Regions from separate parts of the Pan troglodytes genome. Here region 2 is linked to region 1. The links are chromatin contacts, called in public Hi-C maps. All regions are on one chromosome and are shown on one strand. Each heading gives the region's core, a stretch centred on a gene start, on an enhancer-like site or on the middle of the called end of the contact. The rest is flanking DNA. Distances are from core to core; before and after follow the strand shown. Region 1 has its middle 71 kb from the start of MAX. Region 2 holds the start of LOC134808364.

Evidence for each region. A called contact is a pair of places that touch in the nucleus more often than the background predicts.
Region 2: a contact with region 1 is called in a Hi-C map of induced pluripotent stem cells, with 1.8 times the contacts expected there. The contact joins the promoter of LOC134808364 here to the enhancer-like site in region 1. A contact is called at or near these places in 3 of 7 Hi-C or Micro-C datasets (induced pluripotent stem cells, a lymphoblastoid cell line and stem cell-derived neural progenitor cells) and 1 of 1 datasets of contacts at active chromatin or transcription factors (stem cell-derived excitatory neurons).

What each region holds. Positions count from the first base shown.
Region 1 is chr15:63,147,668-63,154,706 of NHGRI_mPanTro3-v2.0_pri, reverse strand. No RefSeq gene overlaps it. Among named protein-coding and RNA genes, the nearest start is that of MAX, 71 kb to the right of the region's middle. Within about 2 kb of position 3,601, at least 3 of the 24 cell types and tissues checked have an H3K27ac peak or open chromatin away from gene starts, as enhancers often do. A contact at or near this core is called in induced pluripotent stem cells, where this site is marked.
Region 2 is chr15:63,386,279-63,393,317 of NHGRI_mPanTro3-v2.0_pri, reverse strand. LOC134808364 reads left to right here and starts at 2,623. Exons shown (of 1, transcript XM_063793560.1): 1 at 2,623-5,645. The coding sequence starts at 3,235. The coding sequence ends at 3,762. It also overlaps a transcript of FUT8 not described here.

The sequences.
Region 1 (7,039 bases), core at 2,352-4,851:
GCAACATGGCAAAACCCTGTCTCTACAAAAAATACAAAAATTCACCAGGCATGGTGGCACACATCTGTGGTTCCAGCTACTAGGGAGGCTGACACAGAGGATGGCTCGAGCCCAGGAAGTTGAGGCTGCAGTGAGCCCAGATCACCCCACTGCATTCCTGCCTGTGGCACAGAGTGGGACCCTATCTCAAAACAAAACAAAACCAAAAATTAAATAAATAAAAAAGAAAAATGCAACATACTACAGAAAAGCGGTATGAGGGAAAATAGTTGCTTTCAGAAAAATATCTCCATCTAATATCATGTAGACCACACCTGGAATTTGGGGATTTTTCCGGGCTCTGCTCTCAGCTCAGTAAGGTTTTTGCTATTTGAATGACTATAAAGAAGCTTTATCCATCTGGATCCTGTTGTTGCTGTGTAATGGGGGTGGGTGGGTGGGTCACTAATTCCATCAACTTTGATTGGATATGTTTCTGTTATACTAGTCAACAAATTGCCCCAAAACGTACTGGCTTAAACCAATCATCATATTTGCTTATGTTTCTCTGAGTCAGCAATTTGGACAGGGCTTTGTTGGGTGGTTATTCTGTTCCTCATGCCACTGGCTGAGGTCATTTACTAGGCTTCATTTACCTAGTGGCTAGACAGAAAGGTCTAAGAAAATTTCACTTACGTGTCTGGCACCTCAGCACTTCTCCACTTGGTCCCTCTCTCCACGTGGTAAGGTTGAGCTTCCTCATGATATAGAAGTTTCAAGGTAACCAGATTTCTTATATGGCAACTGCTCCCAAGTGGGACAAAATTGGAAGCTACGGATATCTCAGGGCCCAGCCTTAGAAGTTACACAGTGTTACTGCAGCCTCAACCTCCTGAGCTCAAGCAATCCTCCTGCCTCAGCTTCCCAAGTAGCTGGGATTATAGGCATGTGCCACCATGCCCAGTTAATTTTTTAAATTTCTTTGTAGAGACAAGGTTTTGCCACATTGGCCAGGCTGGTCTCAAACTCCTAGGCTCAAGTGATCCACCTGCCTTGGCCTCCCAAAGTGCTGGGATTACAGATGTGAGCCACTGTGTTTGGCCTCCAGTGTATTCTATTTGTCAAAACCAGTGTCAGAGTTGGTCTGTTTCAAAGAAATAGAAAATAGACCACACTTCTTGATAGTAAGAGAGGCAAAGAATTTTAAACCTTCTTTAACTCACTACAGTGAATATGATGAATACAATAGGATTATAGTGTTCTCCTATAATCAAGATACATAGAATATAATGGTGTCATAAAATACTATGTCCTAAGTATGCACTCAATCGACTAGAAGAGAGATTTAAGCCCATTTATAGTCAATAATTTTGCCCAAGTTCTGAGCATACACCAAAATAAACCACTGCCGAGATGGTATGTGGAAAATAGAATCCCTGGCAAAACTCACCCCGACAAGACAACAGTGACACCCATCCCAACCCACAGCCACCACCCACAATACTGGAGAAAGGCTCTGGGTCTTGGACATCTCAGCTCAACTCCTCCCTCTGCCATGGAGCTTCTTACAGACTTCCCACTCCTTAAATATAGTAATTCTTTCACAAGTCTGTTATAGGAGTTTTGAGATCTTTGTGAGAACATTTCTGCTAAAATTATAAATATTGGCTCTGAAACTGTTAATGTGCTTCCTCAGACTGGCAAAAGAAAAGAAGGTATATGTTGCCCTATGAAAACGGTGCATTTTCCATCTAAGAGTTAATGCTATCTTGCCATATGGAAACCTTGAAAAAAAACACTAAAATCCCTCCCACAGCATTAGGCCCTAGAAGTCTGAGTGAATCAGCCCAGATGAAGGAGCCCTTCTTGGCTATCCCCGTTTCAGTTACTGTGATGATGCAGGGAGTTTCTTCATCATACACACTTCCATCTTAGCGCTAGTTTTTTTTTTTTTTTTCGAGACGGAGTCTGGCTCTCTCGCCCAGGCTGGAGTGCAGTGGCATGCTCTCGGCTCACTGCAAGCTCCGCCCCCAGGTTCACGCCATTCTCCCGCCTCAGCCTCCCGAGTAGCTGAGACTACAGGCGCCCGTCACCATGCCCAGCTAATTTTTTGTATTTTTAGTAGAGACAGTGTTTCACCATGTTAGCCAGGATGCTGTCGATCTCCTGACCTCATGATCCGCCTGCCTCAGCCTCCCAAAGCGCTGGGATTACAGGCGTGAGCCACCGCACCTGGCCAGAGCTACTTTTATTTTTTACAGGGTTATCCAAGCACCGAGTATGGTCTACATTTAATATCTAGTTATTAGTTGACTGATTCCCACTTGATTGCCAAAAGATGCTGCTATTTTGTACATAGCATCCCTGGAGGAAAGCCATTTGGAGGTTAATATGTGGGCAAATGGGCCACATGAGAAGCAGAAAGTTGGATCCTCTGTAATCAATACACAACCTTGGCCCCAGCCATGGGGTCCACCTTCTCCACAGGAATGAACAGCGTATGGCTTTTAGAAGGGCTTAGCCAAGCTCCGTGGCTCATCTGTAATCCCAGCACTTTGGGAGGCCAAGATGGGAGGATCACTTGAGGCCAGGAGTTCGAGACTAGCCTGGGCAACATAGTGAGACTCCATCTCTACAAAATAAATACATAAATAAATATTAGCCAGGTGTGGTGGTGTGCACCTATAGTCTTAACTACTTGGGAGGCTGAGGGGGGAGGATCACTTGAGCCCAGGAGGTCAAAGCTGCAATAAGCCGTGATCACCCCACTGCACTCCAGCCTGGACAACAGAGCAAGACTTGGTGGCTAAATAAATAAATAAAATTTAAAAAATAAAAGGGCTTAGACTTAGTGTCTTGGAGTGAAAATGAACTCCAAGCTGATCAGATAAGGGTTCACCAGCTCTTTCTTTAATTTTAATTTTAGTTATTTATTTTTTATCTCCCTTTCCTGGTACCTTCATGACTAGCTCTTAAATATTTAAATTTTCTTTGTCACAGGCTAGCCTGAAGCTCTGTGCCTATTTGATTTATATAACTCATATCTGGTAGATGTTGGTGGATTGAGACAAATATCTTTTCAGAACTGAAAATGACTCTTTTTTCTTCTCTGTTTCCCTCCAAGCAAAAGTCAGTGCTCTAAAGAGCTAAGAGTTAGACAGATAGATGCCCACTTCCAAGAGAGGGTGAGTTCTACCTTGCCCATCCCCTAGTCTTCACTTTGATTGTCCCTAGACCACTGGGAAGGAATCAAGACATTATTTCATTCCATTGGGATCATTTAAAAATAGCAGAACCACTTTCTGCTTCACTGCAGCTTGTGATAGTGAGATGAGTGAATTAAAGTGAATGGCTGTTTGAGAAAGTAGGGGAATGAATTTTAATGCAGCATCTGGCAAACCTGCCTTTGGAGTCTTTTCATGCCATGACCATTGTGCAGGCATTAGGGTAAGTGCTTTGGGACTCGTATACCAGGTTATTGGACCTGGATACAAGGTTCTAAACAAGCCAGACCAAATGTAGCGGGAGGAGGCATTAGACCTCACAAGGCTGCCCTCACCCCACCCTGCCAAGGTCTGAACCCAAAGTTAGCGGGCTCCGCATACTGAACCTTGCTCTCTGGCCCCAGGGAAGAATGTCCCCCTGCTGTGGAGAGATGTCTGTCCCAGAGAGAAAATGGCCCCTTCACCTGGTTCCAGAGTATTCAAAGGCACTCTCGGACAGAAGAGGAAAGAGAGAGGAGTGTGTGAGAAAGAGAGCAGGGGAGGGGGAGACAGTGAGAGTGGGCGAGCATGCAGACTAGGAACTCGGTCTTGTTTCTCACATGCTCTCAGCTCTCTGAGCTGGGTCAGTGCATCCCGCGGAGACCACACCCTCCTGTCCACAGAAATCTGAAAAGAACCACCAAGGGGCTTCTGACTTCATTCACTGGCCTTATTCGGCATCGTAACAACTGACTTTATCCCGGCTTTATGGTTTGCCTCTGTGACATCCTGAGGGAGTAGTTGCACTATACATACACACTCACGACTCTCACACACACATATCACATACTCACACAATTCACACACACAACACACACACATCACATACAACTCACACACATCACACACAACTCACTGACATCACACATAAATTCACACACACTCTCACAACTCACATCACACACAAATTGACACACACACACACGCCACATTCACACATACCATCACACCCCCACACACTCAGCACACTCACACATTTACACACACACAACCTACACTCACATATCACACTCACAATTCACACTCTTACATAACACACACACTCTCACATCCACACACACCCCCACACACTCACACATTCACACACACTCACCCCACACACACACACTCACACACACCCCTTCCTCACACTCCCCCATTCGACAGAATTCTGCTTTGTAAAGGGAGCTGTGAGGACGGAAATACTAAGGCACACCATCAGAGGGAGGGAAAGAAAAGACTGGGAAGAAAATTCACTGAAAAGGATTTCTGAGTCTGCAGATGGGGAACTTTTTCTTTTGAAACCATTTCAGACTTACAGAAAAGCACAAAGTACTTTTCACAGAAAAATACAAAAGTACAGACAATTCCTGTGTCCTTTTCACCCTGTCTGCTTCTGATTTTCATTCCCTATGTAGACTGTTTTCTGAACCATTTGAGAGTAAGGTGCAGATAAGATCCCCCTTTATCCCTAAATACTTGAGTGTATGTTTCCTAAAAAACATGAATATTCTTTTTCATAACTCAAATACATTATCTAACTCGGGAAATTAATATTGACACAACACTATTATCTAAACTATACATCTTTCTGATGTAAAATTTCACCAGTTATTCTAATAATGTTCTTTATAAGAGCAAAATAATGTTCTTTATAAAGAGAAAAAAATGTTTTGATCCAACATCAAATCCAACCTCTTAACAATGTCATGACTTTTTTTTTTTTGAGACGGAGTCTCGCTCTGTCGCCCAGGCTGGAGTGCAGTGGTGCGATCTTGGCTCGCTGCAAGCTCTGCCTCCCGGGTTCACGCCATTCTCCTTCCTCAGCCTCCCAAGTAGCTAGGACTACAGGCGCCCGCCACTAAGCCCGGCTAATTTTTTGTATTTTTAGTAGAGACGGGGTTTCACCGTGTTAGCCAGGATGGTCTCGATCTCCTGACCTCGTGAGCCACCCGCCTCGGCCTCCCAACGTGCTGGGATTACAGGTGTGAGCCACCGCGCCCGGCCTTTTTTAATTTTTTTGAGACGGAGTCTCACTCTGTCGCTCAGGCTGGAGTGCAGTGGCGCGATCTCGGCTCACTTCAAGCTCTGCCTCCCGGGTTCATGCCATTCTCCTGCCTCAGTCTCCCGAGTATCTGGGACTACAGGCGCCAGCCACCACGCCCGGCTAATTTTTTTTTTTTTTTTTTTTTTTTTGTATTTTTAGTAGAGACGGGGTTTCACTGTGTTAGCCAGGATGTCTCGATCTCCTGACCTCTTAATCTGCCCACCTCGGCCTCCCAAAGTGCTGGGATTACAGGCGTGAGCCACCGCACCTGGCCAGCAATATCATGTCTTTTTAGGTTTCTTCAATTAGAATAGTTCTTCAGCTTTGTCTTTCATGACACTGACATTTTTGAAGAATGTAAGCCATTTATTTAATCGACTGTCCCTCCTTTTAAATTAGTCTGATGTTTCCTCACAATTAGATTCCGGTTGTACCTTTTTGGCAGGAAAACCACAGAGGTGATATCATGTCCTTCGGCGCACATACATCAGGAGATATATGCTATCAATCTGTCCCATTTGTCCCTTGCGATGTTAACTTTGATCATTTGATTCAGGTGGGGATTATCAGTCCTCTCTACTGTAAAGTTATTATTTTTCTCTTTGAAATCAATAGGTGTTTTATGAGGATCTACTTTGAGATTGTGTAAATACACTGTTTCTCATCAAATTTTTACCCACTAGTTTTAACATCCCTTGATAATTCTTGCCTGAATCAATGACTCTAAGGTTTACCAAATGGTCATTTTCTAATTTTATCATTTCTTATACCTATATTAGTTGTAATTTTACTCTAAGGAAAGCCTTTTTCTTTTTCTCCATTTATTTATTTGCTTATATTAATATGGACTTAGATGTTCACATTTTATCCAATTTATTATTATTATTATTATTATTATTATTATTATTTTAGATGAAGTCTCCCTTTTGTCATCCAGACTGGAGTGCAGTGGTGTGATCTTGGCTCACTGCAGCCTCCGCTTCCTGGGTTCAAGCAATTCTCCCGCCTCAGCCTCCCGAGTAGCTGGGAAAACAGGTGCTCACCACCATGCCCAGCTAATTTTTGTATTTTTAGTAGAGATGAGGTTTCACCGTGTTGGCCAGGCTGGTCTCGAACTCCTGACCTCAGGTGATCCACCTGCCCTGGCCTCCCAAAATGCTGGGATTACAGGCATGAGCCACCATGCCCAGTCGATTATTATTATTATTTTTTAAAAGTTCAGATTGTCCAAGATTTGAACGGGAGCTCCTTCCTGCTACTGCTGCTGCTGCTGCTGCTGCTGCTGCTGCTTCTTCTTCTTCTTCTTCTTCTTCTTCTTCTTCTTCTTCTTCTTCTTCTTCTTCTTCTTCTTTTCTTCTTCTCCTCCTCTTCTTCTTCTTCTTCTTCTTCTTCTTCTTCTTCTTCTTCTTCTTTTTTTTTAATGAAACAGGGTATCTTTTACTACATAGCCCAGGCTGGAGTGCAGAGTGGCTATTTACAGAGGTGATCATGGCTCACTGCAGCCTCAAACTCTTGGGTTCAAGCAATCCTCCCACCTCAGCCTCCTGACTAGCTGGGATTACAGGTGCATGTTACTGCCCCCCAGCTAGGGTTATTTTTGAAGGTGGATTCTCCAAAACTCTGGTCCAGGCTATTTCTCCAAATTATGAATGTTTAAACAGCATTCAAGAATCTAATTTTTAACATTATGAGAAAGCACAGCATCTATGCCAGTGAATTTTAGAGTTCCAACGAAATAACAAGATGTTTATTTACATACATTTTATAATCT
Region 2 (7,039 bases), core at 1,374-3,873, 240 kb before region 1:
AAAAAAAAAAAAAAGTACCATAATAGTAATACTTTTAGTTTCAGAGTTGTTTAAAAATCTTAATTTTATGTTTAGTAAAGTAACTTATTCAAGTTTTTTTAAATATTTACTCTTATGATTGTAAAACTTTCTTTTATATTTATCAATTTGCTATAATATGAAATGATGTATCCACCATTTAACTAAATCAAGAGATTTATTAAATGCAGTTTATCATAAATCAAAAATAACCATTAATGAAATGGAAGAATCTATTTACTTTATCAGCATTGAGATTCTATTTACATAATGAAGAGCTATGGATAATAAACAGCCCAAACACTATCTGCAAAGAAACCAATATTCCAATGATTTTAATATACATATAATTATCAGTCTCTAGGCTTGGATTTAAAGAATATGTGAATGGAAAGAAGTAAATTAACATACTAATTTATTACAGCTTAGAAACCTAAATGAAATGCCACAGGCCACAAAACAACTGCTTCGTATTCAAAGGCACACATTCAATTTGGTAGATCAGCTGGACTCACTGCATTATACTGCAGGAGATAAGGGTTAAGTGACCTGGGGATACTGTTCTCCAGATGTCTAAAAGGTCCATTTTTTTATTGGAATTATCTCTACTTTAAAAAAAAAAAAAAAAGGAATTACATCTACTTTTGATAAATACGTAGCTTACCACACAATTAATACCTTCGCCCATATAAGATTCTACTTGAAGCTTCGTTTTTGAAATTTTAGGATTGTAGCTATTATAAAAACAAAATTTAAGAACACACAACATGTACAATGGGTCAAGAATACATGCCTTAGATTCTGATGAACAGGACAAGAAGGTTAAGAAAATACTATAACATACTCTAAGTTTGGGGATACATTTTAGAGATTTTAAAATGAGAAATCCAATAAATCTTTAAGCATTTAGCTTTCCATTATTGCAGCTCATGAAAAGACTTCTTTAAACTAATTTGTAATACACAATATATTCACTCCACAAATAACTATGTACATATATATGCCCACATCAATTTCGTACTCTTTTAATTAAAAGTTTATGTTTCTTTTGGTCATAAAAATCTGGTTTTGGGTGTTTTAAAAGTTCAAACAGCTATTAAGCTATACTTTGCTTTGGCACTAGCTCCCCCTCCAGACCAATGTACTAATATAACAGCATTTTTAAAAATAATAATAAGTTAACAGGTTTTTCCAATCCACTAGCAAATTTTAAGATTCACCACTTTTAAGGACACTCCAATTGCGTAAAAATAACTGGTAAGAATTTGCAACAAAACAATGCAGGATGTAATCAGAATTACTGTTTTGTTTTGTTTTTTTCGATTCTATACGTCTTAAACAGAACTGATTTGTAGGAAAACAACTTCAGGTGACTTTTTAAATTCAAAAATATCCTCAAAATATAACCTATATAAGGCCGTACTTTATGGAAATTATTTTGAATCACTATCCTATTACACAAGACACTCTTCAAGTTAACTCACAACTTGACCAAAGATACATTTTTGCATCTGTTTCTGCAATCTATACAAGTTTCATTCCAGCTGTTCAGCTCTTGAATTCAAACAGAATTCTCAATTTATAAGGCAGCAAAAAGAAAATCCATGTCTTTGTACGTGTCTTATAGCCTATTCATCTCTAACTCCCTGCATTTTTTACACACTAAACCTGTGAAATCACAATTACAAATGCTTGAATTCCCACCTTTTCAATACTACCGTAGTATTTATAAATCAAGTAATTAAGATTTTCTATACACATAGCAGATTTCACAAGGACAGCAAGGTACAGGGCCTTATTATTTGGCATAGGGTTTTAAGATGTTTTTACAGTTATTTTAAAGAGCAGAGACTACAACTCCATTATTTCTCATATATCTGATATACTGTAGTGCTTAAATAATTTCTCTCCTAAAATACTTTCTATGTGATGCCCCTATTTAAAGAATTAGTCATAAAACATAGAATGTAAATTTAATCAAGAAAATAAACATGCACCTAACCGCCGGAATAACAAGAAAAAAAAAAAAACTATAATGAAATCTGCCTACAGTTTTCATAGAGGCAAGCCAGTTAAGTCAGTTACTTGAGATGCGTTTAACTCTAAACTGACACAAAACTTGTATTGAATTTGTTCCGCAAAACGTTGAAATTTGGGGTTATGTACTGGAGAATTTGGCTTTTCTGGGTCCACCTTCCTGAGTGGGTTTAAATAAACTGTGAATAATTAAAACATAGGAAGGAAAAAACACCACCTGTCCGTGCCTTTAACCAAGGCCTCAATCTATATTATACGGCAAAATGCTAAAATAAAAGCTCATCCGGGACAAACCCTAAGCATGACACTGCCACTTAAGAAATACACTGCGTCTCTGAAGATTGCAATCCCCACTGTGAAGAAAGAACAGGTGCTGCACCCGACAACCCACTCAATCCTGCAGGACAAACCTCCTAGAACTGATTAAATATGGACTCATTTAACCTTCCCAAATAAGTTGATACTCAAAAGCCGCCAGCTCGTCATTTGCACATCAAAAGGGAGTACAGCTGCACTCAAGCCTTTAACTGCCCTGCATCAGTCCCTCGCGGATCTTTGTGCGGGTCCACTCCCTGCTTTCTAGCCCGAGCAGCACTCAGAGAGAGCCCATAACGCACGGGCATCTTCCTCCCCACAAACCGCGACTCCAGGGACCGAGCTGCTGACGAAGGGAAGGTAGGTGTGGAGGGGAAACGACGGACACCTCCCACCCCCGCCCCCAACCCTTCTCCTTCCCTAGGCTTTGGCCCCTGCCCTAGGCAAGGATGCGCGACGCGGAGGGCAGCAGCGGCGCAGCTCCGCGTCCCGGCTGGAGAGGCGGGCGCCCCTCACCCTCTGCCCGCGCCCCCGGGGCTGCGCCAAGGCATCCGCCAGAGCGTCCCGGGGGCTCCCTCCCCACTTTTCCGAGAGCCGCTGGTTAACCGGCAGCAGTTGCAGCAACAGGCCCGGGGGTCGCCCGGGGAAACGAGCAGGGACAGCCGCGGAGCCTCCTCAGATCCCGCGCGCAGCCCAGCCCAGCCCAAGACCCCGAGGCGCGCGGGGCCCGGCTCCCAAAACGCCCCCTTACCCCAGGCGGGAGCAGAGGCGGTCTCCGCCGCTCCCCGTCGCAGCTGCCAAAGCCACAGCCCTCAGCCGCAGCTGCCCCACGCTGGGGGAGTGGGAAGGGTGGCTGAGTGGAGGATGCTACTCCCGACCGAACGGAGAGGAAGAAACGGAAACAGGAACCGCCGCCGCCGCTTAACGGAGCCTTCGGCGCCACTGACTGAGGCAGAGCGCGAGGCGGCGCGAGCCGGGCAGTCGCTGACAGCGCGAGACCGAGAGCGAGCCGGGTCCAGGGCGCGCGACCCTGAGCAGTGCCGGCCCCATTCCGCGGGGAGAGGAAGGGACGGGTCGGCTGGGGCCAGGCGGCGGGGGCGGGATGGGGAGGGGGCCTGGAGCGGAGGGAACCGGCTCCTCGGGTCGGCCGGAGATAACGCGCGCACGCGCCGGAGCGGCTCTGACAACGAGCGCAGGCGGGGAAGCCTCGGCCAGCGCCGGCGTGCGCGCGCGAATGGGGGCGCGCGCCCCTCGGCGTTCCTGGCTTCTGAGAGAGGGCGCGCATGCGCCGGCCGCTGCCACCTACGGCGACCCTGGCATGTGCCAGGGCTTCTCCCCGCCCCCTTCCTCGCTGCGCCGGTGGAGAGCGTAGCAGCAGCATCCACCGCCTAGCAGAGCCGCGGGCCACAGCGGGACGGCACAGTTCCAGCAGGGCAGCGGCTGCGCACGCCGGCGCCGGCTCGCACACAGGCGTAGGCCGCCCTCTACCGCCTGAAGGCCGAAGGCTGAGCGGGGCGCGAGCGGATCCCGGGAGGAGACCCGCCTCCAGAGAATGCAGTGCTCCCTACAGCGCGGGGAATGGACCGGCCCGTGCCAGCTCAGTCGGCGGCCCTAGGGGGCACCCGCACTAGAGGTTTTGAGGCTGGCTCCTTGCTACTTTTAGGGGTGCGCGCTGCTGCTGCTCAGCCCCTGCAGCCCGCATTTGGCCGCTTGACTGCTGCTTCCAGCGCGATCCTACAATGGCATCGCTCCCCCAGGAGACTCAGCGAAGCCCTACTTTATCTTGTAAGAGCTGTTTCCACATTCACTCGAAGAGAAAGACCCCCCCCACGAGGGCCTGAGTTCGATGCCCGGCCTCTCCCGACCCGCGGCTGCGACAGCCCCTCTGAGGCGGAAGTTTATTCAGTACGGGAAAGAGAACAGCACGGGGAGAGGGGAGAGGCTTTGCCCTAGGATGCGTCCTACCCGCTCGGACTCGGAAAATTCCCGGCGCCCGCGATGCAGAGCAGTGGACCGAAGGGCTGCCCCAGAGCAGCCCAGACCGCCAGCTGAGCGGGAGGACCTGAGCGCGCCGCCCCAGCACACAAAGTAGTCGCGGGACGAGGGGTGCCGCCGGGGCCAATCAGAGCCGCGCGCCGCGTGAGTGGAGTGCGAGCCGGCCAATCAGAGGGCCGGAAGATGAGCTTCCCGTTCCAAACTCTTCCCTGTAGCCTTGGGACCCAGATCCCAAGCCTGGGGCGCTTTACGGTGGGAGAGCGAAATGGTGCCCTTAAGACAAGAATCATTTCTCTAGGCTTGGGCATTTTAAAGTACATAACGGGGATACTTATCCCAAAGCAAGTAGCGGCGGCCTTTTAGATGTTAAATATTAAAAGATCACAAAAAGGAGATTTAAGAGGCAGTGGCCTGTCAAGGTTGCAATCTGCCTAATATTCATAAATTCACATTTATTGAGACCTTCTTATGTATCAGGAACTCTATCACAGATACACAAATAAGGTACTGCTGATTCAAAAGAAAATCCCTTGTCCTCAAGCAGCTCAGGTTCTGAGGGAGGCTTTCCTAGACCTTGTGACTCGTATTTATTGTCAGCTCTTTAAACAAAAAGCACTCTATGAAATGCTGTACTTTACAGTCGTTTTTATGATTATCTCCCTGTGAGAAAAGAAAATTGAAAGTAGAGTGACTTGTCCAAGATCACACAGAAGATGTACTAGCAGAGCCAGAATTATGTTCTAGCTCAGTTTGGGTGTCATCATTCCATAAAATAATTCAATAACAATTTGTAAATGCATGGATGCTCTCTCCCATGAGATTTCTGTACTAAACGTATAAGCAGGACAAAATTCTGGTGTAAAAGTGACACACTTTGGTTGTTGGAAATGAACACAAATTTTAGGCTTATGTGGGATTAAAGGTAAAAATCTTATCAGTCATACTTTAGATAATTTTTAGAAGTCAGAGGTGGGGTGGATATTTACTTCTTAGTTTAAACACAGCATTTTAAAAATATTTTAACAAGCAAGCGTAACTTTTTTTTTTTAAGATAGAAGAAGCAGGAAGGATCACTTAAGCCCAAGAGTTCCAGGCTGCAGTGCCACATCGTGCCTGTCAGTGGCCACTTCAGCCTGGGCAACATAGCAAGACCCTCATGTCTAAAATTAAAAATAAAATTTTCAAAAAAGAACTACTTCTAGTTGGTTAATAATCATGATAGTTTACACTGTATAATACTTTGAGATATCCAAGTACAAAGCTTTACATTTGCCTAAAAATTCCATTTTTGTCTGGTGTTCCATTTTTACTTCCAAAATCCTAGGAATTAAAGCACTTATTTTCCCTACCTCCTTCCAACTGAAAAAAAAAAACCTGTCCTAGGAATGTTTTGCCCAGGATTTGGTGCATTTGTATAGAACAGTATAATATACGTTAAAATAACAAATAACTTTGGTATCTCTTGAATACACTCAGAAACTAATTCTTCAGTGATTTTGAAGTCTGCTTTGTTGAATCAATGTGCTTCTCCACCTGTGATGGAACATTATTATCAAAACCCTTTCCAAGGCAGGCTCAGGATTTAGCTGCCATCCCAAAACTGGAGGTCTCTGTCAAACAACTGATATTTGAGAACAAGTCTTTACACATTAAGTTCCAAGCCAATCATGAATTTCCAGGAAATTCACTTATGAAAGGGAATTTTATACCCTGCCTCTTCTCAGTGTGGACAACAGTCCCAGCTTTTAAAAAATACATTTATTTTACTCTCTCCAGAGAAGAAAATTCCTAGAACTCAGTCGTTCTCTTGCCAGGTTAAATTTTGAGAGAGAAGGAATCCTGCAAAAGGTTCTAAACATCACTGGCCATCAGAAAGTATCTGTGTCAAAAGCATTTTTCCACAAGCTGCAGGTCCCACCCTGTTGCTGCGCTCTCTCATTCTCTTCTCCCAACTGCTTGCCTCTGCTGCTCATCACTGCCAGTTTGTAATAGTTGCTTAAGTAAGTACAGGTACTCCACCTCTTACTCCACCCCTCCCTCACCAAACTAGGTTTTGGACCCATCTTTGCTTATCCCAAAAGTTAAAGACAAGTTCTGTTCAACAAAAGATTAGACAGAACAATCGTTATGATCTGTTATACTAACAACTAACAGGGCCTTGTCAGTGCATTGTTTTCTTGTATATAGCCTCGGTCAAATTCTTAACCATCAGCTAGAGCTATGGGGACTTGGGTGTGGGGCAAGAAGGAATCATCCCTTAGACTATGGAAAAGATCAAAATGAAAGTTAAAGTGAGTACATGAGTGGCCATTTTATTGCGAGATTAGCTAGATCAAAGTTAATGAACGTGAATGCTATCACATTTCCTAAGTTGTGAACATTCATGTAGAAACTGGTTTGAAATTTACTACCATTTTATTATGACTGTAATAAAAATAATAGCCAAAGTGTAATAGTGCTGAGCACCAGGCCCCATGCAAGACTCTTTACCTCCACCATTTAATTCTCAAATCAAACCTTTGAGGTGGATCCTATTATTACGGTGGGGAGATCTGTGGAGTTCCAGCAAGGGGTTGAGGCACTCAGAAGGCTTAGCATAAGCTACTTACCAAATAGTTTACAAATTTTTCTATCTCTACCAACGTGTACCAACTGACTGTCAGCCATGGAAGCA